7 separate regions of the Mus musculus genome follow, and all the other regions are linked to region 6. Evidence: chromatin contacts called from public Hi-C, HiChIP or PLAC-seq and promoter capture Hi-C data. All regions are on one chromosome and are shown on one strand. Each heading gives the region's core, a stretch centred on a gene start, on an enhancer-like site or on the middle of the called end of the contact. The rest is flanking DNA. Distances are from core to core; before and after follow the strand shown.

Evidence for each region. Promoter capture Hi-C pulls out the DNA fragments that hold promoters and counts their contacts. Hi-C and Micro-C count contacts between places; a contact is called where the count stands out from the background. HiChIP or PLAC-seq counts read pairs in DNA pulled down with a chosen protein or histone mark. Capture Hi-C pulls out chosen DNA fragments and counts their contacts.
Region 1: a contact with region 6 is called in a promoter capture Hi-C map of embryonic stem cells, with 4 times the contacts expected there. The contact joins the promoter of Kdm8 here to the promoter of Rbbp6 in region 6. A contact is called at or near these places in 6 of 39 promoter capture datasets (the 3T3-L1 cell line, cranial neural crest, embryonic stem cells and 3 more), 6 of 115 datasets of contacts at active chromatin or transcription factors (the NIH/3T3 cell line, astrocytes, cardiomyocytes and 3 more) and 1 of 9 other capture datasets (liver).
Region 2: a contact with region 6 is called in a promoter capture Hi-C map of pre-B cells, with 2.7 times the contacts expected there. The contact joins the promoter of Uqcrc2 here to the promoter of Rbbp6 in region 6.
Region 3: a contact with region 6 is called in a promoter capture Hi-C map of adipose tissue, with 4 times the contacts expected there. The contact joins the promoter of Nsmce1 here to the promoter of Rbbp6 in region 6. A contact is called at or near these places in 6 of 39 promoter capture datasets (the 3T3-L1 cell line, cranial neural crest, hippocampal neurons and 3 more), 1 of 484 Hi-C or Micro-C datasets (B cells) and 2 of 9 other capture datasets (adipose tissue and liver).
Region 4: a contact with region 6 is called in an H3K27ac HiChIP or PLAC-seq map of thymic regulatory T cells, with 9 times the contacts expected there. The contact joins the promoter of Gtf3c1 here to the promoter of Rbbp6 in region 6. A contact is called at or near these places in 5 of 39 promoter capture datasets (cranial neural crest, embryonic stem cells, hippocampal neurons and 2 more), 2 of 484 Hi-C or Micro-C datasets (CD8 T cells and Th1 cells), 4 of 115 datasets of contacts at active chromatin or transcription factors (astrocytes, embryonic stem cells, stem cell-derived neural progenitor cells and 1 more) and 1 of 9 other capture datasets (liver).
Region 5: a promoter capture Hi-C map of liver shows a contact between it and region 6, with 2.6 times the contacts expected there. The contact joins the promoter of Polr3e here to the promoter of Rbbp6 in region 6. A contact is called at or near these places in 1 of 39 promoter capture datasets (pre-B cells), 1 of 115 datasets of contacts at active chromatin or transcription factors (large pre-B cells) and 1 of 9 other capture datasets (liver).
Region 7: a Hi-C map of B cells shows a contact between it and region 6, with 6 read pairs. The contact joins the promoter of Il21r here to the promoter of Rbbp6 in region 6. A contact is called at or near these places in 2 of 39 promoter capture datasets (hippocampal neurons and pre-B cells), 1 of 484 Hi-C or Micro-C datasets (B cells), 1 of 115 datasets of contacts at active chromatin or transcription factors (bone marrow-derived dendritic cells) and 1 of 9 other capture datasets (liver).

What each region holds. Positions count from the first base shown.
Region 1 is chr7:125,442,892-125,446,377 of GRCm38.p6, forward strand. Kdm8 (lysine (K)-specific demethylase 8) reads left to right here and starts at 1,729. Exons shown (of 8, transcript NM_029842.5): 1 at 1,729-1,901.
Region 2 is chr7:120,633,496-120,636,972 of GRCm38.p6, forward strand. It overlaps Uqcrc2 (ubiquinol cytochrome c reductase core protein 2), which reads left to right and starts at 1,694. Exons shown (of 14, transcript NM_025899.2): 1 at 1,694-1,827. The coding sequence starts at 1,795.
Region 3 is chr7:125,489,984-125,493,301 of GRCm38.p6, forward strand. It overlaps Nsmce1 (NSE1 homolog, SMC5-SMC6 complex component), which reads right to left and starts at 1,460. Exons shown (of 8, transcript NM_026330.4): 1 at 1,430-1,460.
Region 4 is chr7:125,706,409-125,709,610 of GRCm38.p6, forward strand. Gtf3c1 (general transcription factor III C 1) reads right to left here and starts at 1,280. Exons shown (of 37, transcript NM_207239.1): 1 at 1,049-1,280. The coding sequence starts at 1,269. It overlaps D430042O09Rik (RIKEN cDNA D430042O09 gene), which reads left to right and starts at 1,462. Exons shown (of 28, transcript NM_001081022.2): 1 at 1,462-1,540. The coding sequence starts at 1,534.
Region 5 is chr7:120,915,640-120,919,098 of GRCm38.p6, forward strand. It overlaps Polr3e (polymerase (RNA) III (DNA directed) polypeptide E), which reads left to right and starts at 2,139. Exons shown (of 21, transcript NM_025298.4): 1 at 2,139-2,271. n-TLaag4 (a tRNA gene) reads left to right here and starts at 1,878; the gene lies at 1,878-1,959.
Region 6 is chr7:122,968,916-122,972,178 of GRCm38.p6, forward strand. Rbbp6 (retinoblastoma binding protein 6, ubiquitin ligase) reads left to right here and starts at 1,649. Exons shown (of 18, transcript NM_011247.2): 1 at 1,649-2,212. The coding sequence starts at 2,047. It overlaps 4930413G21Rik (RIKEN cDNA 4930413G21 gene), which reads right to left and starts at 1,544. Exons shown (of 1, transcript NR_045614.1): 1 at 143-1,544.
Region 7 is chr7:125,601,848-125,605,010 of GRCm38.p6, forward strand. Il21r (interleukin 21 receptor) reads left to right here and starts at 1,582. Exons shown (of 9, transcript NM_021887.2): 1 at 1,582-2,005.

The DNA of each region.
Region 1 (3,486 bases), core at 479-2,978, 2.5 Mb after region 6:
AGAGAAGGGGCTGGGGGAAAGGACATATGGAAGTCAGAGGTCAATGGTGGGTATCTTCCCAAATTGCTCTCCATCTCATTTTCAGACAATGTTGATAAGCCACCACCACTGAAATGAGACAACTTAAGCCAGATTAGATTGTATTAAAGGCAGGTTTATTGGAAAAACTGTTCTTGGGTGGGCAAGCTCACTGGCCCCAAGTCCAGGGAAGTTGAGCCATGGGTAGTGGGCGGGGGGTTGTTACAGGGAGGGGAAGAGTGAAGGGAGGGAGGGAGAAAGAGAGAAAGGGGCCCCACACACAGAGTGAAGAGAGAGACCAAAATGTCTGGATTATATAGGGAAGAAGAGCTTCTGGGGGGAAGGGCAGTCCAGCCCCCACGCTAGAAAGTTCAGGGTTGGGAGCAGGGTATGCCAGGTAGGGACTGAGGGATTCTGGGAGAACCTGGAGGCCAGGTCTGCTTTGGTGTGTAAAATATGCACCCGAGTCCCTTGTCCTGGGGTTCAAAACCAAACAAGCATCTCTCACTGAACCTTGATCTCACTGACTCTGCTGGGCTGACAGGACAGAAACCCTGGGGACCCTCCTGTCTCTGCCTCCCCAGTTCTGGAACTGCAGGTGCTTGCCCCTGCACTTGACTTTTTACTGAGAATTTACAGCCAGGCCCTCACACTTGCAAAGCAAGCACTTAAACGACTGCTCATCTTCCCAGTTAGAGCTTTTCTTTCACAGGAAAGAAATCCAAAGCTAGAAAATTCAGGAAATAAAATAGAAGGGTGGCCTGCTAATATAGCAGGTCAGAGCTACTACACCCCGGGTGTCAGCCTGTGCACAGCTGCATGGGGACCAACATGCAGGCACCTAATTTGGCTGTCCAGCATTTTGTTGATAAGTGGGGACAAGTAGTTCGATTAATCACTTATTAAACCAAGCATGAGTTAGGTGTGGTGGCGCATGCCTTCAATCCCAGCACTCTGGAGGCAGAGGCAGACGGATTTCTGAGTTCGAGGCCAGCCTGGTCTATAAAGTGAGTTCCAAGACAGCCTGGGCTATACAGAGAAACCCTGTCTCACACACACACACACACACACACACACACACCCTAAAAACAAACAAACAAACAAACAAAAGACCAAGCATGGAACTTTGGAATGCTGGCCTGTCACAGAGAATGAAGGGATATCCTGGAGTTCTGTCTAAGTCCTATTGGAAGGATGTTTTCCTTGCAGAGACAGGCTGTGTGGAGTGGTGTGGCAGCAACCGATTCAGTGTTCCTGAGAAAACGAAAACTGAGGAGTGCCACATCCCGACTCAATCCCTGCTGACCAGTAGAAGTCACACTCCAAATCCAAGGCTAGCAGATCGCTGCAGGGAATCGTTTGCTGCTGCTGCTCCAGGCACCTCTGGAGTCAACCGGGAGAGAATGCTCGAAACTCAAAACTCGAACTGACTGCCACACCACTCCACATAGTCTGTCTCTGCAAAGAAACCATAGGCCAACTCACGGAAACCAGTCCTGCAAGCAGTACTTGTGGGCTCAAATTATATACGTGACTTCTAAAATCATGTGGCTATTTTTCTTCCACCTCGGCTTCCTACTCTGTAAAATAGGGAGAACTCATTATCTGAGTTGGAAGGATTGGGTAGTCGCAAGTGACAAACTGCTCTGCAAGGTATGACCCGGAAAAGAAAGCTCAAGCCTCCCAAGTCTTTGAACCGGAGGAGGGCGGGGCCTGGCATCGATTGCTCCGCGTTCCTCTAGGCACCCGTCGCGATCAGCCGAGTCAGAAGTGATCGATGCTCTCGGTGTAGTCGGTGATAAAGCCAGCCGAAGAATCTTCGCCCGGACGGAACCAGTCGTCGCCAGCAACGAGAGACACAAACAAGTCCAAGCGCCAGAGAGGTTAGTTGGAGCTCCAGGCAGCTGCAGTTGCTTAGACTTGCAGCCTGGCCGTGAAGGACGGATTGCGCAGGCGCCATGCTAAAGCCCGGCGCGGGCGAGCCGGGACGGTTTCACGCAGGCGCCTTGGGAGGCCTGGGAGCTGCTTGAAAAGCCGCGTGCGTAGTAGCTATCTGCTCCCCACAAACAGTTGAAGGAGCTGCTAGGGATGTCAAATAGCGCATGCGTGCAACTGTCGTGCCCTTCCCTTTTAGGCTTCGGTTAGTGGTTCAAGTGTGAGGATAGGTTTAGTGGCGAGACCGGCCCACATAACCACGCCTGCGCCGTCTGTCCGGAAGGCATGGCTGCGGCCACTGCTACCTGTTTCCAATCTCCATCCTCGAACCCGTTCGCCCAAGTCCGCCTGTCCCCCGTAAGCGGACAGAGGTCCACAGCAACAACCAAAGACTTCCTGGGAGTCGGGGCGTCTTCTCTTAGGCCACTTAGCCAGCCCTCCAATCCAGACTGTCCAGAAGGGCGTGAGCAGCCGGGTACTTTGAGAGAAGGACTGCACGTGCTTTCCCTAGACTGTTGTTCATGCTAAGGCATCCAGCATCCCGCTTAGCAACCAAAACCGGTTTCTGTAATGCATCCCCAAAAAGTGCACTTAGGAAGCGAGGCTTGATTCCGTTCGGCCCCGTTTTTGGCTCCTTTGGTTTTGGTGTGAGCAGCTTAGTTCACTTAGGAAGCCCAGATAGAACCACACAGATTAGATCCTGCACCCTTTGGGTGACATCCTTTCGCAAAAAGCGTCGTTTTGTACACCAACAAATGGGCCTTTATTTAAAGACCTTTTAGAATTAAGGCTACAGAGAAACGTTTTGTGCAACCCGCACCTGGCCATTACTTGAAAGCAGTGCCTTTTGCCTGACACGTGAATGTAGAATACCAGAAGGCCACCTTGCAAGCAAAGACACAGCCCCTACCAACTTCAAAAGCAAAGCAATGGCCGGCAAGATGTCTTTAAGGCCTATTAACTGTTGCACTGTGGGAGAGAAACTTATACTGGAACATATGAGGCCATTGAGGCTGGTACATGTGGCCTGTGTTTGGGTGATTGTGGGTGTCATTTTACCAACAATAACCCCCGGTTTTGTTTGTCTAGGCTCTTAAATTTATAGTCTCCTGGTTTAGGTGGTGAATTCCACAGTTAGGCCATCTATACCTGACTATTGGAAGCCTATTTATACATCTCACAATAAACTTTTATATGGTACTCTGGGAAGCCAATTTAGAGGCTAGTGTGGGTACACTGTTAAAGACTGGTTTATAAACCAACAGTTGCTCCCTTCTGTGGCAGGCCTTTTGGTTAATACTGCCTTTTCTAAGAGGCAATTCGGGGAGAGGGTATAGGAAGCCAGGCCATACTTATAGCCAGGTTACAGGGCCACTTAGTCTGGTCCTATCTGTGTCAGACCGGGTTGTGTGGGAGCACTGGGGGGTTGACTTGAAACCTGGGCTTGAGGCCATAGAGAAAGGCAGTCCAGGCAGTATACACTGGAAGGCCTGTTCAAGCTTCTGGTTGTGTGAAGACTGTTGCTTTGGGCCC
Region 2 (3,477 bases), core at 444-2,943, 2.3 Mb before region 6:
ATGGATGAAACTAGAAAGTATGATCCTGAGTGAGGTAACTGAGACCCAAAAGGACATGCATGGTATGTATTCTCTAATAAGTGGATATTAGCCAAAAAAGTACAAAATACCCAGAATACAGAACTCAAGAAGGTTAACAAGCCAAAGACCCAAGTCCTCAATCCCACTTGGGGGGGAGGGGTAGAAAGCATTAGGAGGGGGTGGGCAGAAGGAGGGACCTGGGTGGGAGAGGGGACAGGGAGAGGAAAAGGGGAACATGATCAGGTATTGGGGTAAGGGAGAATCAGGAGTGAAGCTCTGAGAGCCAGCAGAAAAGAATAGAAACCACCCCCCTCAGATGGGGGGACCCTCAGAGACCTGGGAAGTGAAAGACTCTCAGAACTCAAAGGGAGGGACCTTAAATGAAATGCCCAACAGTGGGGAAAGGGAACTTATAGAGTCCACCTCCAGTAGAAAAGCAGGACATCAAGTGGAGGGATGGGGTTGCCATCCCACAATCAAAAACTCTGACCCAGATCGTCCCTGTCTAAAAGAACTGCAGGGACAAAAATGGAGAACAGACTGAAGGAAAAGAGGTTCAGTGGCAGGCCCAAATTTGGATCCAGCTCAAGGGGAGGCTCCAAGGACTGACACTACCCTCAGAGAGGCCCAACAAGCAGCTGACTGAGACAGAAGCAGATAGTTACACCCAACCATTAGACTGAAGTCGGAGACCCCTGCGGTTGAATTAGGGGAAAGACTGGAAGAAGCTGAGGAGGAGGAGGGCAACCCCATAGCAAGACCAACAACAGTCTCAATTAACCTGAACCCCTGAGTTCTCTCAGACACAGAGCCACCAACCAGGCAGCATACATGAGCTAGTCCGAGGTCCCAACATATATACAGCAGAGGACTACCTGGTCTGGCCTCAGTGGGAGAAGAGGCACCTAACTTGAGAAACGAGGCCCCAGGGAGTACTGAGGCCTGGCGGGGGCATCCTCTTAGAGAAGGGGTAGGAGGAATGGGATGAGGAACTGTGGGAGGGGCGGACCGGGAATCTGGCAACGACTGGACTGTAAAAAAAATAAAAGTAACCAAAAACATTTTTAAGCAGCTATGCGGCTTCATGAAAGCAGTGGTTCCCGAATTAGTCTCAATCATAGTGTAACACACGAATGATTTGTGCCATATGTCTGTATCACCAACAGTTAAACATTTTTAAGTACAATAGAAGACTATATTAAGTCCCTGATTATACACACACGCGCAAATTTGCGCGAGAAAATTTCACGAGATTGAGTCCTTGCTGGTGACGATCTCCTTGCGGCAAGGAGACCTACAAGTGTGTCGATCTGTTCGACGAGACATTCGTCCTGCCAGTTTCTGTGAACTCGGTCACCAAGTTCGCGGTACCGGGAAGACTACAGTAAAAGTGGCGAGGGACGACCTCCGAGGAACAGGGAGTGCCGACGACTCCCGGACTTGCGAGGACTCACGGGCAGGCCCAAGACGGCTGGGGTGACTGTGACGGCTGCAGACGCAGCTGGGATTACAGGCTGCATGTCTTTTGCAGAAAAAGAACTCAGAAAGGATAACCTACAAAAGCTGCAATCTAGTCCGGGAGACCTCTAGCCTCTCCCCAGGAGCTGGGCTCGTCCCGCCTACCGGAGCAGTAGAGCACTGCATGCGTAGAGGGCCGCCGGTACAAGGGGGCGTGGGCAAGCTCGCAGTGCACACCGGGAAACTCGGTCCTCCGACCCCATCTTGCTTTGCTGTCTGCAGCGGTGACCGTGGGAAAGGGCAACTGCTAGAGCCATGAAGCTCCTCAGCAGGGCCGGGTCCTTCTCGGTGAGCATGGGACGTGCGTGGGGCAGGGCTGGGGACGCTTGTCGGCCACTCAGGAGCTGGGTGCGGAGTGTGCGGCCTTGGCCTCAGGCCTGGGTCTGCCCTTCAGGTAAACCCCGCGGAGAAGGGGGCTGCCAGCGAGCCGAGGCCTGGGAGGCTCGGCGGGTCCTGTGAGCAGCCGAGAGCTAACGCGGGGAAAGCGGAAGAGGAGGGTGGCCTGGAGAGTGGCGGAGAAGCGGCTCTCGGGAGATTCCTGAAGGTCACTCGAGAAGCAGGTAGGGTGTAGGCCAACGCCACCCGGGCCGCCTGCTTCCCCTACCTACGACCTCTGCCCCTGGGTTGATCCCGAGGCGTCGGTTTCCCCAATGCGTGCGAGTTTATTAAATTCACAAACGCGGTGCGCTGCTTATCTCAGTGCCGGCACCTTCGTTCCTGTCAGTACTCAGTCCCCGCATTCCTTAAGATGCTCGTTTTCTCGGGGTCCCATTTAAAGGCTTCCTCCAGGAGGGGCTCTTGATCTTTCTTCAAGACTAGCCCTAAAATATGTAGTTGTCACTTGCGGTGAGGAGAGGAGTACCTCATGTGTGTCAGCACGTTATCACGCTGGAATCGTGGTTTTCAAGAGATGAGAATGGGAGCATTTAAACTTCAACAAGGGCTAATTTGCCCCTACTAGCCGGTCACATGCGGAGCTTTTTATTCGTAACCACCTGTTGAGAGAGTGCTTCTAGCATCTAGAGGTCAGCGGTGCAGCTAGACATCCAACCATACAACAGCAGCCCCTACAGCACAGTTACAACGCGGAAATGCCAGGAGTGTCTGTGTTGAGAGACGACTAGACAGTGATACACCAGGCCTGGGCATAGTGTTTCCTTGTGCTTTATACTTACATATATGTGTTGTACAAATTTAGGCTGCAGTTGTATTCCTTGTGCCTAGACAGACCAATTGCTAGCAGTCCTTAGAGAGCAGGACTTTCCATGTGTTATTAAAACAAAGTAGAAATTGTATCTAAGTCTTTCCTGAAAGGAACCCAAAAGAAGCAGGAGATTTTAAACTTCACTACCCAAAAGCACAGAAGTGGAAGTGTGGATTATTCATATGTGGACTGTTACACTTGGATGTTACAGGAATTACATCTTGGGCACAGCTAAAAATTCACAGCTAAAAATCACAAGTGGCTGCATATACCTTATCCAGCAAACTAAAATGAAAATGACACAGTTAATTATATTCATAATTTACAAGCAGGACTGAAGGGATAAAGTAGTAATTCCATGAACAGGTGAAAACCAGCAGCCAGATTAGCCCAGCACTGACTGAGTGTTCAGCATACAGCAGTCTGGGCAGTGCCGAGTAGGAGCATTATAGAACTTTACAGGTACACTTGACAACATGTTTAGTGGATCTTAGCATCATGAAAGTGTATTTGCTTGCATGTCCATTAGTAATCCTGTGAACCCTAGACATAATTGGAATATCTTAATAGCTTTATACCATTGTGTATAATGTGTGTGTGTGTGTATGTGTGTGTGTGTATATGTGTGTGTAAAGTCAGTGCATTTAGATCCATCATCCAAGTTATTACATATTATGCTGAGAATTTGTTGTTGATTTTAGGATTGTGTAGATATTTGTTCAATAAAGCTAAGA
Region 3 (3,318 bases), core at 210-2,709, 2.5 Mb after region 6:
AACTGTACACAGCGATCATGGCAGGGCCATAGCAACTCAGTGAGGCCTATCAACAGCAAGGAAAACAGAATTCAGAGTAGTGGGAAACTTTGTAGAGGAGATTCAATGGGGGGCTGGGGGTATGGAATAATACGTTTCTTAATCTGGTGGTGCTACACCTGAGGTGTTCATTTTATCTTCATAAGTATGTTACAAAACAAAAATACTTAAAGACAACTTAAATATTAATTAGAGAAGAGTGGTACAGAAAAAGTTCAAATGGTGTGATGTGGGGAAAGGGGTCAGAAAATGGGTGTGGAACCGATCACAGGAGCCATGCTTGTTTGTGGCTAGGATGGCAACTATCTGCAATGAGGGACTCTGCAGAGAGGATTAACCATAGATAGGTGCAGCCCACTCAAAGGACTTTAAAACCAAGGCGTTTACAGAATAAGCAATGCTTGGGTACAGCATGGGTGGCCTGTGCTAGGCAGTGTTAATCCGCTGATGGCACAGCCTGGTTTGAAACGCACCAGAACCTCATGAGGAACAGTGTTCCCCAGGAGGGAGCTGGGGCTACAAAGGTACACAAGTGATGGCGATAGTGACGGACAGTACTGCAAAAGCAGTTTCTTTTAAGGCACTGCCAGTCCCAACCGTGGTTGCTGGGCAGTGGTGGTGTACACCTTTAATCTCATCACATGGGAGATAGAGGCAGGCAGATCTGAGTTCAAGGCCAACCTAATTTACAGAGTGAATTCCAGGACAACCACGGCAATAAAGAGAAAACCTGTCTAGAAAACATAACCACAGATGATTAGATAGATTGCTTAGATAGGTAGGTAGATGATAGGCAGACAGACAGAACAAACCATGATCTAGGTTCCTTCTCTAGACTTCTCCAGTCTTGGTCTGGGTTAGAGGTGTTATTTATGGTTATCAGTACGAAATGCAACAAAACACAGAGCACAGGAATCCTATACTTTTCCAAAATCGGACAAACGGATGATTCTGAACACATTTAGCCTCAGGCTTTCAAATGCTGGCTCCACAAACAAAACAAAAAGGGGGGGGGGGAGTGGGGAGGCGGGGCACGCAAGGGGAGGGTGTGGTCGTTTTGAACAGAAGGGTACAAGTGGCTGTCACCAAACAGTGTCAGTGACAAGGCACACTTTCTCCGCCTGACCCATCAGGCGATCGGGAGTCAGGAGCTACAGGAGTTCCAGGTCAGCCTAGGCTACATGGTGAGAGCATGTCTCGAAAAGACAATTTTTTAAAATTTAAATTAACAAATAAACAACTTATGTTGTTATAGAGCTGTTCCAACCCCTGCCTTTTGCGGGCTTCAATATCTCGTCAGCGCCAAAGCCCGCGCCGACCCCATGGTCGATCCCGTTGCCCACAGATGCCCGCTCTGGTCCCCGCAGCACCCCAAAGCCTTCATACGTACCGCAAACCAGCGAGATCACGCCGGAAGCCATATCGGAGCCCGCCTCCAGGGCGGAGAGATCGCCAGACTGGAGCTCCTACTGGTGGGCTACGCGCATTCTCCCGCTCACCAGCGGAGTACTTCCGTTTTCCCCGCCCGCTCTGTTGCTATGGCGCCTTGGCACCTGTGAGCCGCCTTCTGAGCTACGCGGTTTCCCGCGCGGTTTTCGTACTTCCCGGAACGGCTTCCGCCGCCCCCGCCTCTCGCTCGCTGGAGGAGAACCCACGGCGGGACGATCCACGGCCCACGGCCTGTGTCGTAGTAAAACTACTGCAGGCTTTAGACTGGAGACGAAGAATGGCTTTTGTTTTCCTGTGGCCTGAGCTAGAAACTTGGCTCTGCCGCTACTGGTTGAGCGGTGACCTTTCATGGAGCTACTAAGTGGAGTTAAAACAGCCGGTTCTGGGGTCCGCGAGCGTAATCTGTAAAGTGCTTGCTGCCCAGGCAAAGAGAGACCTTGTATCAAAAAACAAAGTGGAGGCCTTCCGAGGAACCACATCTTGCGTAGACCTCTGGCACACACACACAGAGGAAAAAGCATAAGAGACGATCTCACACACACACACACACCAGTCCTGAATACGAGATTTAAAAGAACTAATTGTTCCTATGCAGCACACACACACAGAGGAAAAAGCATAAGAGACGATCACACACACACACAGAGGAAAAAGCATAAGAGACGATCACACACACACACCAGTCCTGAATAAGAGATTTAAAAGAACTAATTGTTCCTATGCAGGTGACCCCTCTGGCCTGCTCTCAGGGACCTAGCGGCTGCTTAAGTCTTCACCCAGGTGCGTGTTGTGGAGAAAAGGCCTCCACCCCAGCCATCCTAGGACTCTCTTCTCTGTCGCTCTGCCTTCTGTTTCTCTTTTGCTAGGCTCTTTTTCTCCGGGTCTCATGGCGACTTCTTTGGCCTCGTTCTCTGAGACCGTTGAAACTGCCCGAGAGTTGCTCCCGGTAAACCTGCTTTTATATTTTTAATTCAGCATGATCTGGCTTATTACGTCAGCGGAGACATTTACTACCTGGGGCAGAAACTTTTTACTAATGTGCAGGGAAAACTAGGACGGCCGCCGAGAAGTGTGGTGTGGTACTGCCTTAGCCACTCTCATCTAAGAATTGTGAGGCCTGATGAAATTGCCACAAGGGTAACTTCAAAGAAATCACTTCTGCCTGCTCAAGGCTTTTCCTTTCCGAGAATTCCAGATGCACGTCTCAGAGCTGGAAATGCAGCCTCGCCCAGGAAAAGTGACTAATTATACAACCGTACGAAGTGCACAGTCCAATCTCTGAAAACATACATGGCCTCTCACCACCCCTGGAGTCTTGGACAGCTTCTTATCTTCTGGAGAGCTCTTCAACTGAGTAGGGAGACTAACAATACAGAGGTCATTAAAAGCTTCATCTCTGGAGGTGGAAGGCCAAGGTCAAATCCTGGTTCTTGAACCCAAACTCTCTCATCTCTAGGACAAAGCACTCCGCCAGCCCTAGCCTTATCCTGGCCATTTATAAAGAACCATAGTATCAAACTGAGGACAGGGTTATGAAGATGAACTGTGAGCCACTGGGGGTGGGGTGAATAATAAATTCTTGGTAACTGAACTATCAATGACAAAAAACTTTGTATAAACTCTGAAAACAGCCCTCATGGGAAGCTCGAACAGTTGGTTTGCCCTGAAGTCTTAAAAAGCCTTTCAAACCATTGTCAGTATTCAAAGTCAAGGGGATGTCTCAGTGGGTGAAGACACTTGCCACGCAAGCCTGAACTGAGAGACGCAGTCGTTTCTTTCCTTACAGACAGGTTTAGAAGCTGAAAGCCCACTTTCCCTAATGCTCCCAGC
Region 4 (3,202 bases), core at 30-2,529, 2.7 Mb after region 6:
TATTCTACTTGGTGTTGCTTGTTCAGAGCACTCTGCCAAGTGGCCGCCTAAATCTAAACTTATCTGGTTCATTATTACCTCTAGAACCTCCTCTGACCTTCATAATATAGCTTAAGAGTTCCAACTTGCAGGGCATGGTAGGGCATGCCTGTAACCCAAGTGCTAGAGTGCAGAGGCAAGCGGGTATGATATGAAATCACACTGAACTGTATTGTCAGCTCTTTCTTCTTTTTTTTTTCTTTTTTTCTCTTTTCTTTTTTTTTTTTGGTTTTTCGAGACAGGGTTTCTCTGTGTAGCCTTGGCCTCGAACTCAGAAATCCGCCTGCCTCTGCCTCGCAAGTGCTGGGATTAAAGGCGTGTAACACCAAGACCAGCTCGTCAGCCCTTTCTTAACAAAAACTTGTACAGGGGAGTAAGGGGTGGGCTGAGGCTAAGGGCAGAGCATGCAAGGAGCTGGATTCTGCTCCTGGAGAAGGACAGATAGGAGAAGGGAAAAGTGCATTTAGCAATCCCTGAATCCTGTACTTAACCTAAGGTTAATCCCTTAACCTCTCGGCGTCAGTTTCCTCCTCTGTAAAATGAAAAGACAATAGTGTCTCGCTCAGTGTCGCGGAACTGAGTTCTGTCGCTTCCAGAACTGGGTCTTGGAACCCACCTATGGGAAGCGCCCAGTCCACCTCGGCTACTCTTTCACTGCTATTCGGGGCTATGCAGACCTCCAGTGAGCTGCCTTAGCTTTCGGAACGAACGCTCCCTAAAGGTCCCTGAAGGACCTCACCTAGTCCCACTTTTTAACCACTTTCCTACTCCCGTCCTATCACCCAACTTAAAGGAACTCTTTAGACTCGCTCCTTTAACACACTGGGAAACAGTTCCGTCACAGCGGATACCCCATCCCCCAGCTCATCTACTCCGGCCTGCTAGGGCGCAGAGCTCAGGTTTGCTCGCCTCCCGCGCCCATCCCCCACGTCCCACGGTCCCCGTTCTGCATCGCACCATCCTGCCCCGCTCCAGGCTCTCAGCCCTCGCCCCACCCCTGGTGGCTGACCGGTCTTGGAGCTGCAGGTCAGGTCTCTCTCGCGGCTCCTCGTAGAAACTGATGCCCGGGTGCGTGGCTAAAGCCCGCCACAAAAACTCCTGCGTGTAGGGTTCCAGAGGCAATGGGAAGGCAGGCGAGCGGGATTCCAGGCGGCTCCACAGCGCGGGCAGGCACAGGCCGTCGAGCCCCTCCAGGGCCACCTCGTCCAACAACGACTCGAGCGCGTCCATGGCCGCTTCAGTTAGCAGCGCCCGGGGCGCCTGCGCACCTCGCCGCCGAGGCCAGGGCCCAATGCGCCTGCGTACAGCGATCCGAGGCCTAGGGAGGACTGATGGGGAGTCCCAGCGCTCCGCCGTGACGTCACGCTACCCGAGGGCGGGCTCAATGATCAGAGTTCCTCCTCCATTGGTCCGGAACCCCGTAGTAACCAGGGGAACTGCAAACACTGTCAGGGCCGCTTCCGGTTCGGGAGGCCGGAACCGCCGCCTCTAGGGATGGACGGTTAGTGTCCGTGGGCCCCGCCGGGAGGTTGGGCGGCCGTCCCTCATCCCTCGGAGGTGTCTCAGGGAGGAACGCCTAGCCACAGGGACCCCGGCCCAGGATGGTGTCCAGCCTGAGGGGAAGGTTCTGGCGGTGCGGGATGGGGACCACGGCTGGGAGTGGTTTTGTAGGAGTCCCTCTCTCAGACTTAGGGAGGGGGGACGGGGAAGAGATTGGCGCGGGGGAGGCGTGAGGAGGATTGCGGGGGTCCTGGGATGGGCGATGGGAATGTCGAAGTTGGTTGGCGGTAAGCGTGTCCCTTGGGAGTACGTTTGTCAGCTCCTGGCATCAGGAGTGGAGGGAAAGGGCTGGGAAGAGTTTTATGTGCTTCGGTATTGTTGATAACTCACGTGAACTGAGTACTGTTCGGTGCCAGGGTTTCTGTAGCTACTGACAAGTGCAAACGTTTCACAGCAGTCCTTTGGGATAGTCACTTATTTTACAGGCGAGGGAGCTGAGGCTCAGACAAGGCAGGCCACTTTGCCTGGCCAAAGTCAAATAGCTAATCAAGAGACAGCATGAGTAAGACTCCTGGACGATGGGAGTTTAAAATCTGAAAAAAAAAAATATTTTAGAAGCCTTCCATTCCAGAGCTTGCCAGTGCACATGTCTACGGGAGCAAGTTTGGTGGGCTGTGACTGATAAACCAGTTGCCAATCTGTACAGAAGCAGATTGTTTTTAGGAGCAAGTCTCAAACTATGATAGCCAGTTAGTTAGTCAGTCGTAAGGCTAAAGGCAGCCTGGTTAGAATCACTGTGGACACTCAGGCGCTCCCTGGGAATAGCTGTTCTGATATCCAGCTTTTCAGATGGGAACACTGATGTCTGAGGAGACTGGAAGGGTCTGTGCTGCTTCACAGTTCATTACTGCCCCTTCCTTCTGCATTGCTGTGAAAGCCAGTGGATGTAGCATGGAAAGACATGTTACCATCGAATGTGTTACATCTGCTTAAAGGGTGCCTTTGTCCTTTGTCCTCGAGGCACTATAAAAAAATGCGTTTTATCAGTTTGCCCTGTCCTGCTGTCGAACAGTGGTTCTTAAAATCTAGGAGTCCTTGGACTCCTTTAAGCCTTTCCTTTACAAGACCTTTAAGCAATATAAGTGTGTATTATATCTGTGATGCTGCCACATAAATGCAAAATTTCAAGACATTTATTCACTTAGAACGAACCTCAGGCCAAGAGCGGTGGTGCATGCCTCTTCCCCAGCCCTCAGGACATCTCTGTGAGGATGACCTCTTCTACAAAGTGAGTGCCAGGTCAGCCAAAGCTAAGCTACTTGGGGAGGCCCTGTCTCTAAACAAACAAGAAACAGGAAACTCTTACTCCTGAACTTAGATCTTTTAAGTGAAGATAGCTGTGTGTACCCCTCCTCCAAATAGGAAAAAAAAAAAAAAAAAGTAATAGCTTTCTATTTCCTCTCTCCCTTTCTTTCCCTTCTTGATTTTGTGATTTTGTTTTGTTTTGGGACAGGGTCTAATGTAACTCAGTCTAGTTTCAAACTTGCTGTGTAGACAAGGATGAATCGGAGTTCCCGATCCTCGTGCCTTAGCCTCCTGGGTGCTGGGATTACATGCAAATGCTGTCATGCCATTTAACTGGCTTTCTCCTTTTCTTTCCTTT
Region 5 (3,459 bases), core at 889-3,388, 2.1 Mb before region 6:
AGGGTGCTTGTGAGAGGATTTTTAAAAATGTGGTGGACTTTACTCTCATAGTCCAGGATATTGTTAAATTTTTGTTTATTTTTGTTTTGAGACAGAATATCCTATGTAGTCCTATGTAGACTGGCCTGAAACACACTTCTACCATGTAGACCAGTCTAGCCTGGAGCATAGTCTGTCACCGTGTAGACCAGGCTAGCTTCAAATCTGCTAAAAACTTCTGCCATTTGCCTCCTGATGGCTGGGACCATAGATATGCACCATTACGTCACACAGACACACACAGACAGACACACACAGATATACACACAGACCCCCCACCCCACCCCCTCCCCCACACACACACAGTTTTTCCATGATAGGGTTTCTCTGTTTAGCCCTGGCTGTCCTGGAACTCATCTGTACACCAGGCTGGCCTTCAACTTAGCGATCCACCTGCCTCTGCCTCCCAAGTGCTGGTACTAAAGGAGTGTGCTTACCATCTCTTAGCCCATATTTTAAGACACAGTTTTAAAGTGTACATTACATTTATCACCTGTGTATCTTACTTAATTAATTAATTACTTAATTATCGTGTGAGTATGTGTGACAGAGAACAGCTTGTGGATGATTCTTTTTCTATCATGTGGGTCCCAGGGATTTTTACATGCTTTTACACGCTTAGCCATTTCGAAGGCCTTACTTGTGTAACTTTTAATAAAAATTATGTACACAAGAAAATAATTGGAAGCAAAATGCCATATTGGCCAGGTGCAAGGCTGTAATTCTGGTACTTAGGAAGTGCAGGCAGGAGGATCAGAAATTCAAACTCATCAATGCACGTAGTTCAAAGCCAGCCTGGGCATTGTGAACCTTAGTTTAAACAACAAATGAATATGTATGCATGTTCAAATGTAAATGCAGAAATGAGTTTAATTCTAGGTGGTGGAAATATGGGGTGTGTGTGACTATTTTTTTTTTCATCTTTTTCAGTGTTTTAAAATATCTAGGGCTGGTGAGATAGCTCGGTCAGAAGGTAGGTAAACACACTTGCCTCGAAGCCTGACAACCTAAGACGCCCCCACAGGGTGGAACAAAAGAACTTATTCATCAGGCAAGTTGTCCTCTGACCTCCACGGCCCGCCCCCGCCCGTTCCCCACTCCCAAACAAATAAATAAAGTAAACGTAAAAGTCTGTATGGGCATATTAACATGCAAAGATACTTAAAAATAAAGTCTGGTTAAAAACAAAAGCAAAACAGAAAATAAATCAAAAGTATAGTGAAAAACCAGCCAGCTGTATATCTCTATGTGTTACTGTGTTAATATTTATATACCAACCCATTCACAATATGAACAAAACTATTTTCTATGGAGATAAACATTGACAGCAAAAGAGCAGAAAGGATGTACAATCAGCCAATAATGCTGGGTACTAGGAAACTAGAGCAAGTCAAAGCTCGAAGAATCTTATTTTGAATATTACAAAGAATATATTTTATCTGCAAAGTTTTAAAATTGTTTGTGTACTAAAAATTTAAACACGTAAATTTTCAGATAGAACTCTGCAGACCTGGGGTTACAGTTCAGCTCTGAGAGCTTGGTGAAAGTTACTGACAGAACCAGACATCGAATTCGGGTTTTTGAGTGTCTGAGTGGCTTAACCTGACACCTTAACCAACTGACTCAGAACGCAAAATAAACTATCCTTTGCTTTAAAACTTATTTGGAACAAGCTTGCATCTAAATACTTTTATTTCAATAAGTGGCATGATGATAATATTGTTTATGGCAATTTCTATCGGCAGGAAATAAAATAAATAAATATAACTCCAAGAATCGAAAGAAAATATACGTGTCAATCCAATAAGTAGCTTCTTAGAAAACGACGTCAACAGCTGGGTAGTGTGGCCGAGCGGTCTAAGGCGCTGGATTAAGGCTCCAGTCTCTTCGGGGGCGTGGGTTCGAATCCCACCGCTGCCAAGGCAGGCTTTTTCTTTTGTCTCAGCGTCTTTCGCTCTAGGTTCCTTCTGCGAGCGCAGCGGCGACCCCTGCTGTCGATGTGCGCTCTCTGCACCACGAGCAGCTCGCCGAAGGGGCGGTCCCGCGCGCGCCGGGGCGGGGCATTGTGGGTAAGAGGAAGCGCGAGGGCCGGCCCCGCTCCCCCCACGTGTCCGGCGGAGTTTCTCCAGCAGGAACATGGCCGCTGCCTGATAGAAGACCCGGCCGCCGCCGTCTCTGCAGCCCGCGGGTCCCTGGGCCGTTCCGCCGCCCGCGCGCGGCCCCGGCGGAGAGGTGAGCCCCGACTCGGCAGCCTCGGGATCCGGGTCGCAGCCGTCGCACTCGCTCGGTGCTCCGGGCCGCGCTGCTGACTAGGCCAGACAGGCCCCCGCCGCTGCGTGCCGAGGGGCCGCGGCCTCCCGGGACCAGGGCAGGGCGCAAGGTGGCCGCCCGGCTTTCCAGGCCGCCCCGGGCCTGGGTCGCTCCGTTCGGCTGGACGGTGGGGAGACGACGGCGGTGCGGCCCGCGCTGACTCAGGCTTCGGCCGCGCTGCCCCGCCCGGGCCTGGCTCCCGAACCGCACCTGCGAGGGCACTGGTGCCCGGTGGCGTGGCGGCTTTCGGAAGAGTGGGAAGGGCGCCTGAGCACCGGCGACATGGAGAAAGCCACTGGACTCGGGGCCGCCTGCATGGGCAGGGGTCGTTGAACCTGGTCAACTCTGCTTAGCCCGAGCGGGCCCGGGACGCCTCATTCATTGATCTGTGTTTAAGCAGAGTGGCGACTGCTTCGTGGACCCGGGGACCTTCCAGTAACGGGGGATGGTGCACATACCGGGTCATCCTGGAATATTGTTTTAGAGTTCCTGGGTTTGGGAGCGAAAAGATAAGATCATACCTTTATCTGTGAAATGGGGATATGATTCCCGTGCTACGGTGTTTTAATGAGTGTAAGATGGGTGACACTCCTGCTTCTTTCATTTGTGGCTGTCTTGTTCGGTCTTATATTGGAAGAAAACATGTTGCCACGTAGCAACAGTCCTTCTAGGTTCGCCTTATCCCTTTGAAGCCGGTGTGTGGTTTAAAATAGGAAAGGACCCAGGGTTATGCAATTCACGTCGCTAATCAGCTGCTATATTGAAGAGGTAGGATTTGAACCTGTAAGGTTTTGCACGGCAGTCCAACCTCTTAACCACTACACCATACTGCCTTTTACCAAAGAGATGTGCAGCATGTTAGTTAAGAATAAAACCAAGGCTCTTGGCATCAGCTAGATTTGGATTTCTTTACCTGTTTTCTTGGGGGGCTGTGACCTTGGGTAAACCAATTCGAAGTTGGGCACTATAAATTTTGATTTGCACAGCTAATGAGAAGAGTATTATTTGGTACTATATTGATGCCTGGCATCATTAATATTTGGGAGAAAGAACTGTGATTTTTTTTTTTTAATTTTAAAAGTAATGATCCCATAACCACGACCAAGTATA
Region 6 (3,263 bases), core at 399-2,898:
CAAGTCAGAATCTGGGGCGTTAGCATTCAGGAAGTTTCTGAAAACTCTGCCACCTCTTGGATGTATGATTTTGTTCTCAGTTGCTGAACTTCCTTGAGCCTAGCCTGTAAAATTCAGAGGCTGGACATTGGACACTGTAAATGATAGTAATTGTACAGTTTTAATTTTTATTATTTATGAATTTATAAATGCAATATGTCCCGTATGCCACAAGAGAAAAAGAATGCCAACCCTCCTAAGGGACTTTGTAATTTAAAATGGAATGAGGACCCTGCAACCCAGCAAGCATTCCCTTCTTTGAAAACTCGAAAAATGCACGGCTGTTGGCTTTAGGTTTCTATCTTATAAATTGGAGATATTTTTTTGCTGTTGTTTATTTGACATTTATTAGGCCCCCTGTATTGAGGCACAGATATGCCAGGCATGGTCTTAAATATTGAAATATACTCATGGATTTAATTCTTTATTCTCTGACAGCGTCTTTGGGAGAACGGAGTTACTTCCGACCTAGGAGACTGGGCTCCAGAATTTGCAAACATCAGCGGTCAACGCGGTGCCTAGTACAAGGTAAGAGTCGGACACAGCTCTTAAGATGCTGCTGGTGGTGATGATGGTCCATTCTCACCAGCAGCTTTGGAAGAGCTCAGGGTATACAGTCTGTTAGGAGAGGAGTTGGTGAGCAGCCATCACAGTGATGAGACTCGTGCGTGGGTGGAATTCGCGGTTCACCCCCTCCGCACTTTGGGGCCTCCGCCGCTTAAGCGCCCCTTCCAGACCCGCCCGGTGGGACGGTCCGCCTCCCCCTCTCTGCGGACCCACGTAGTTTCTCCTGTTCTCCGCGTAGCCTCAGGTTCCACGCCGCAAGTCACAAAGCGCCGGGTCACGTGGGCGGGCCGGTGCGCTTTGTGACGCAGACGGCCCCGCCCCCGGCCCGCCTATCGGCGCACGCCCAAGCCCCGCCTCGCGTGCGCCGCCCGTGCAGTCCCTGCTTAAGAGACCCCGGAGTGGGGGCGCTCGCCCGAAGCCAGGCCGCGTCCGCCATAGTGCCTGGCGCGGAGGTGTCGTCGGCGCAGGGTGCGGGCCGGAGAGCGCCCGGGGTTGGGGGGGCAGAACAAAAAAAAAATAATAATAATAAAGAGGGAATCCAGCGACGCCCTCGCCGCCGCCCGACCGTTTCCGGGCTTCCCGACGCGGTCGTGGGCTCAGAGGCGACAGGAGCGGGAGCAGCGCGAGGAGCAGCAAGAGGAAGAGTCGGGCAGCCTCGGTGGTGTCCCCGGGGCCAACGAAGCCGCCTTCCGGGGCCCGGGGTGGTGAGGAAGGGCCTCGCGGCCTAGCTGGGCCCCGCACCGGCTTTGTGTCAGGCGGCGGCGGGGGGGAGGCGGAGCCGAACCGGGCGGCCGCTGGAAGGCCTCTCCTCCGCCGACCGCGCGATCTCGGCCTAGGCCGCGGGCCGCTCGTGGCCTCCGGGGAGCAGGCGCCAGGGTGTGTGTGCGGTGGGGGCCTGGGCCTGGGGACGCCGACGCCGGTCGTCCGGAAGCCGGGAGGAGGCGAGAGGCCGCTCGTGGACTCCGGGCCTAGGCCCTCTCCCCGCAACCTTCTCCCGGGGCCTGGGTCACCCCCATCCACGGAGAGAGACTAGCCGGGAGGTGCGGCCGCTATGGACCCCTGACCCCGCGGGGTCATTCGGACTCTAACGTGTGGACTGACCGCTACTGACTGCACCGCCTGCCCCCGTCTCCTGCCGGCCCTTAGCATGAGCGAGTGGGACCCAGCCGGGTGACATTGTGCCGGTTGGCGGATCCTCGATTGCCCCCTTTCCTGTCTTGCTCCTCCCTCATGAAGCGATTCTGAGTACGGGGGGTTCCGGATTATTGTTCTCACGGACCCCCGCTTGTGGTTGGGGGGGTATTTAATCTGAGGCCTTAGGGTCCTTCGTTGTCTTTTGAGTGTTTTGTGTGTGTACATATTTTGCTCTTAAGTTTATAAATATACATATATTGAGAGTGTCCACGTCTCCTCGCTGAACCTTAGGAATCTTTTGCCACAATGTCCTGTGTGCACTATAAATTTTCCTCTAAACTCAACTACGACACCGTCACTTTTGATGGGCTCCATATCTCCCTCTGCGATTTAAAGAAGCAGATTATGGGGAGAGAAAAGCTGAAAGCTGCCGATAGCGATCTGCAGATCACCAACGCACAGACGAAAGAAGGTAAGAGGCACACGGGCCGCAGATATTTATTGGGGGGAGGGGGGGGCGTCAAGGTTGGTATTTTAAGTTTCTTGTTTCAGGCTTGAACTCCATTCTTACCCGTTGTCATACACAGAGTTTCATTGATAGCCAAGGATTGCAGCACCCGACCTTGGAGTTTAACTGGCCTTCTGAATGCTGGGATCTGTCTTACCTAGCAGGCTGGTTTTCAAAATGGGGCCCCACCTCCTCCTTAATTAAAGTTTTTTAAACAGTGGGATTGGGTTGAAAAGAGAAAAGGGTTGCTACCTGAGTCTGTTGGGTGTTTGCCTTGTGGCCTTTCCCTAACTTGTTTTTCCATCAGGAGAGGAAAGCCTGTGTAAGGTTTCCTATTGGTTAAAGCAGCAGTAGATATAACTTGTTGGCTAATCTAGCAGCGTTTTGAAGCTGATAGCAATTGTCCACTGGCCTTTTATTTATTTATACGGGGTTGCTTGTAGAAAAGGTATTTTTGAGGATTTAGTTAGTGCTGGAATTGGTTTTGTATTTAAAAAAATGTTCTGAGGTGAACACTCTGAGGTGTAATTCCAGAATTAGTGATATTTACTCAAAAGTTATATTCTGTAGCCCAGACTGGCCTCCAACCCCAACAACCCCTTTTGAGCTTCCCAAGTGTGGGGAATGCAGGTGTTAGACCACACTTAACTGTTAAGCAGTTCAGAAAAGTTTCAAAGTGCAAGGCCCTGGGCTCTTCATCCGACACCACCAAAATATATGTGTGTGTGTTTTTCTAAAAAGAATGCTACCATGTGTGAATGTAAGTAAGCCACTGGTTATAAAATTTGAGCTCTTCATTTTAAAAGTAATTGGGTCTAGGTCCCATCTGTCTGTCTGTCTCTCTGATAGTTTCTCTGTGTAGTCCTGACTGCCCTGGAACTCGGATCCACCTGCTTCTGCCTCTCTAGTGCTGGGATTAAAGGTGTTGCGCCACCTTGAACTCGGATCTCTTGCCTCTGCCTTTGAGTGCTGAAATCAAAGGGGTGCACCACCACCCCTGAAAACATCATAGTAC
Region 7 (3,163 bases), core at 332-2,831, 2.6 Mb after region 6:
AGGCTGGCAAAGGGAAAGTCTCTCCCCTGGGTCCCCAGCTGGGAGATGTGTAAGCCCTGTAGAAGTCTTAGAAGGTTCGTGACAGGAAGGGCACTGAAGTCATGCCCTCTCCAGAAGTGGGAAGTGAGCAATTTGATGATCGGAGGAACTCATGGGACTGGCCGTCTCCTGTGCTGACCATGGATGAGGGCTTGCTGCTCATGTTATGCTTAAATTGTTGAAACATAGACAAAGCTTGCTTTTAGGTCTGTGGGAGTACCTTGAGAAGGTAAATGCTACAGCTGCAGGAGAACCTACGCACTGTCTCAAGAGTGGTCCTGGGCAGAGCACGGGATTGGACTAGTTCACTGCTCATCAATGGAGTCTTCAACAAGTTGTTTCGCCTCAAAGGTTGACTAAACATTGGCCTCACGGGTGCAGGCATGAGGTCTGAGTGACGGCTAGAGTGTCGGTTTGCACAGGATAGACATGATCTTATGAACCTGCTTGTGAGTTCTGAAGAGATGAGTCTCGGAGGCAGATTTTAAGGGATTCTAAAAGCTGCCCTAAACTATGGGGACCACCCTTGGACTGTCGAGGGAAGAGGCAGAGGCAGGAGGTCACCCATGGTTTGACAGGAATGGTGATAGCCTCAGCATGGTCAGAAAATGAATGGAAACCTCACTGTTTAGAATTAATTTGAACTTTCAATAATAAAGCCCTTTTTATGAGGAAGGAAGGAAGGAAGGAAGGAAGGAAGGAAGGAAGGAAGGAAGGAAGGAAGGGAGGGAGGGAGGAGAAAGGAAGGAAGAGAGAGAAAGAAGGGAGGAAAGAAAGAAAGAAAGAGAGAGAGAGAAAGAAAAAAAGAAAGAAAGAAAGAAAGACAGACAGACAGACAGACAGACAGAAAGAAAGAAAGAAAGAAAGAAAGAAAGAAAGAAAGAAAGAAAGAAAGAAAGAGTTTATTTTCTCTATTTGTTTGGATTTCTATCTGTGTGTGGCTGCCTTGCCCTCCTGGCTGGACAAGGGGCACAGCAAGGCTCTCAGGAGCAGCAGGGTTCTCTCCTCCAGGGTAGCAGCGCATGTCCTCCTTCCCACAATGCTGAGGCTGGGGACTGGGGAATGGATGGTCATGAGCAGTGCTTAAGGCAGAAAGTCTGAGTGTCTGGGTCATTCTGAATCAGGACCCTGGGGCAGGCAAGGGACAGACAAAATGGACCAGTTAGACACCTGTAAAAGAGCAGTCATGAGGTAGGCGTCCACCTTCAGTCTGTCCCATCTGTGCTGAGGGGCTCAGGGTAAATACCAAGGGCTTCAGGTGGGATGTGCTACTGTCACATCTCTGTCTCGGTTTCTACATCTTCAAGAAGTGGCAAGTCCCACTTCACTGCCTGCCTCTTGGGACACGACTGTGAGGCCTTTGGGATGATGTCATCTGTCTGCAAGATGTCAGACCCCAAATATCGTGTTAAGGGTGACCTTTGGGGAGCCGTGGGTGCCTGCTTGCAGGCATCTTAGTTTTTCTTGCCCCTTCTGGAGGATCTGGCTGGGTTGGGCGGGGCACTGTTTACCACATCCCCTCCCCACCCCTTGCCTGGCCTCAGATAGACACCGAAGCCTCCGCTGGTGGCCCTGTGTTTCAGTCGCACACAGCTGTCTGCCCACTTCTCCTGTGGTGTGCCTCACGGTCACTTGCTTGTCTGACCGCAAGTCTGCCCATCCCTGGGGCAGCCAACTGGCCTCAGCCCGTGCCCCAGGCGTGCCCTGTCTCTGTCTGGCTGCCCCAGCCCTACTGTCTTCCTCTGTGTAGGCTCTGCCCAGATGCCCGGCTGGTCCTCAGCCTCAGGACTATCTCAGCAGTGACTCCCCTGATTCTGGACTTGCACCTGACTGAACTCCTGCCCACCTCAAACCTTCACCTCCCACCACCACCACTCCGAGTCCCGCTGTGACTCCCACGCCCAGGAGACCACCCAAGTGCCCCAGCCTAAAGAATGGCTTTCTGAGAAAGACCCTGAAGGAGTAGGTAAGTAGACTCTAGTTCTTGTTCTCCCTGAGTCTGGGGGCCTTTTTTCTGTCTTTTGCATAACACTGTGGTGGGACACAGGCAAAGAACACTACGCAGTTAGTGTGGGCAGAGTCAGGGCTGGAGTTCCTTGTTCAACTGACTAAAAATGACTAGGAATGCCCTTGCTGAATGTTGGAGGGTTATGGAGGCAGGAGCATGGCTAGCATAATCCCTTGCCTATGCAAAACTGCCTGCAAGAAGTGGTGAGGAGAAAAAAAAAGAGAGACTCTGGATGGTAGACAGTCTGCCAGGCAGTGATAGGCAGTAGCCAGGGGCATTGGGAAGCTTCCAGGGGGCCGTTTTGTAGGGAGGAAATCAGGTACTACCGGCCAGTATAGTTTATTACTTTAACTCCATCTATCCTTCCAGGCAGGTGGGGTGCCTACTTCACAGAGAAGGAAATCTGACTCCACAGGGGAAGAGTGACATTCCTTATGGGTCTTGTCATGATATGGCAAGGTGGGCAGTCCAACCAGGTGTCACCACCCAAATCCAGGGCCTGGGTCAGATGATAAGAGGTAACACCTCTTCCATGAGAAGAGAGGGGAGCCCGGAGGTTGTTGGAAGTCTAGTCTAGAGAACAGAATAGGAGAAGGCGGCACATGGGTTAATAGCATAGGAAATAATGTCTGTGCTTAGGACGTGTCAAGAGGACCAGAGCAGGTCATAGATGCATTAGAGGGTCACGAGTAGTTCCTAAGAGAATGTCTGTGCTCTCTGAGGCAGTTAGAGCACATGGTAGCATTTCCGAGTCTAGCAGCGAACCAGGGCAAGCCTCTCTGCTTCTTTGAGCCTCCTGGGTCCTCACTTTCTCCATCTGTAAAATGGGGATCAAGGTGGCTCTATCTTTGTGAGGCTGTTTATGAGAACTCCAGGACATCAGAATGTCAAGATTGACTTCAGGGGCTCCTACACCCAGGTACCCTGCCCCATGGAGGAGAAGGGCTAACCACTGAGAGCCACCAAGAATACAGGGAAGGCTAGAACAGCCCTATCTGTCGTGAATTGTGAGAACTTGGGGACCTCCCAGAACCCTCAGAGTCCAGGTGAGGCCAATGGCCCCATGCAGCTCGGTGCATAGATGTCAATACTGGGTGGACCCTGTGGGGGACAAAC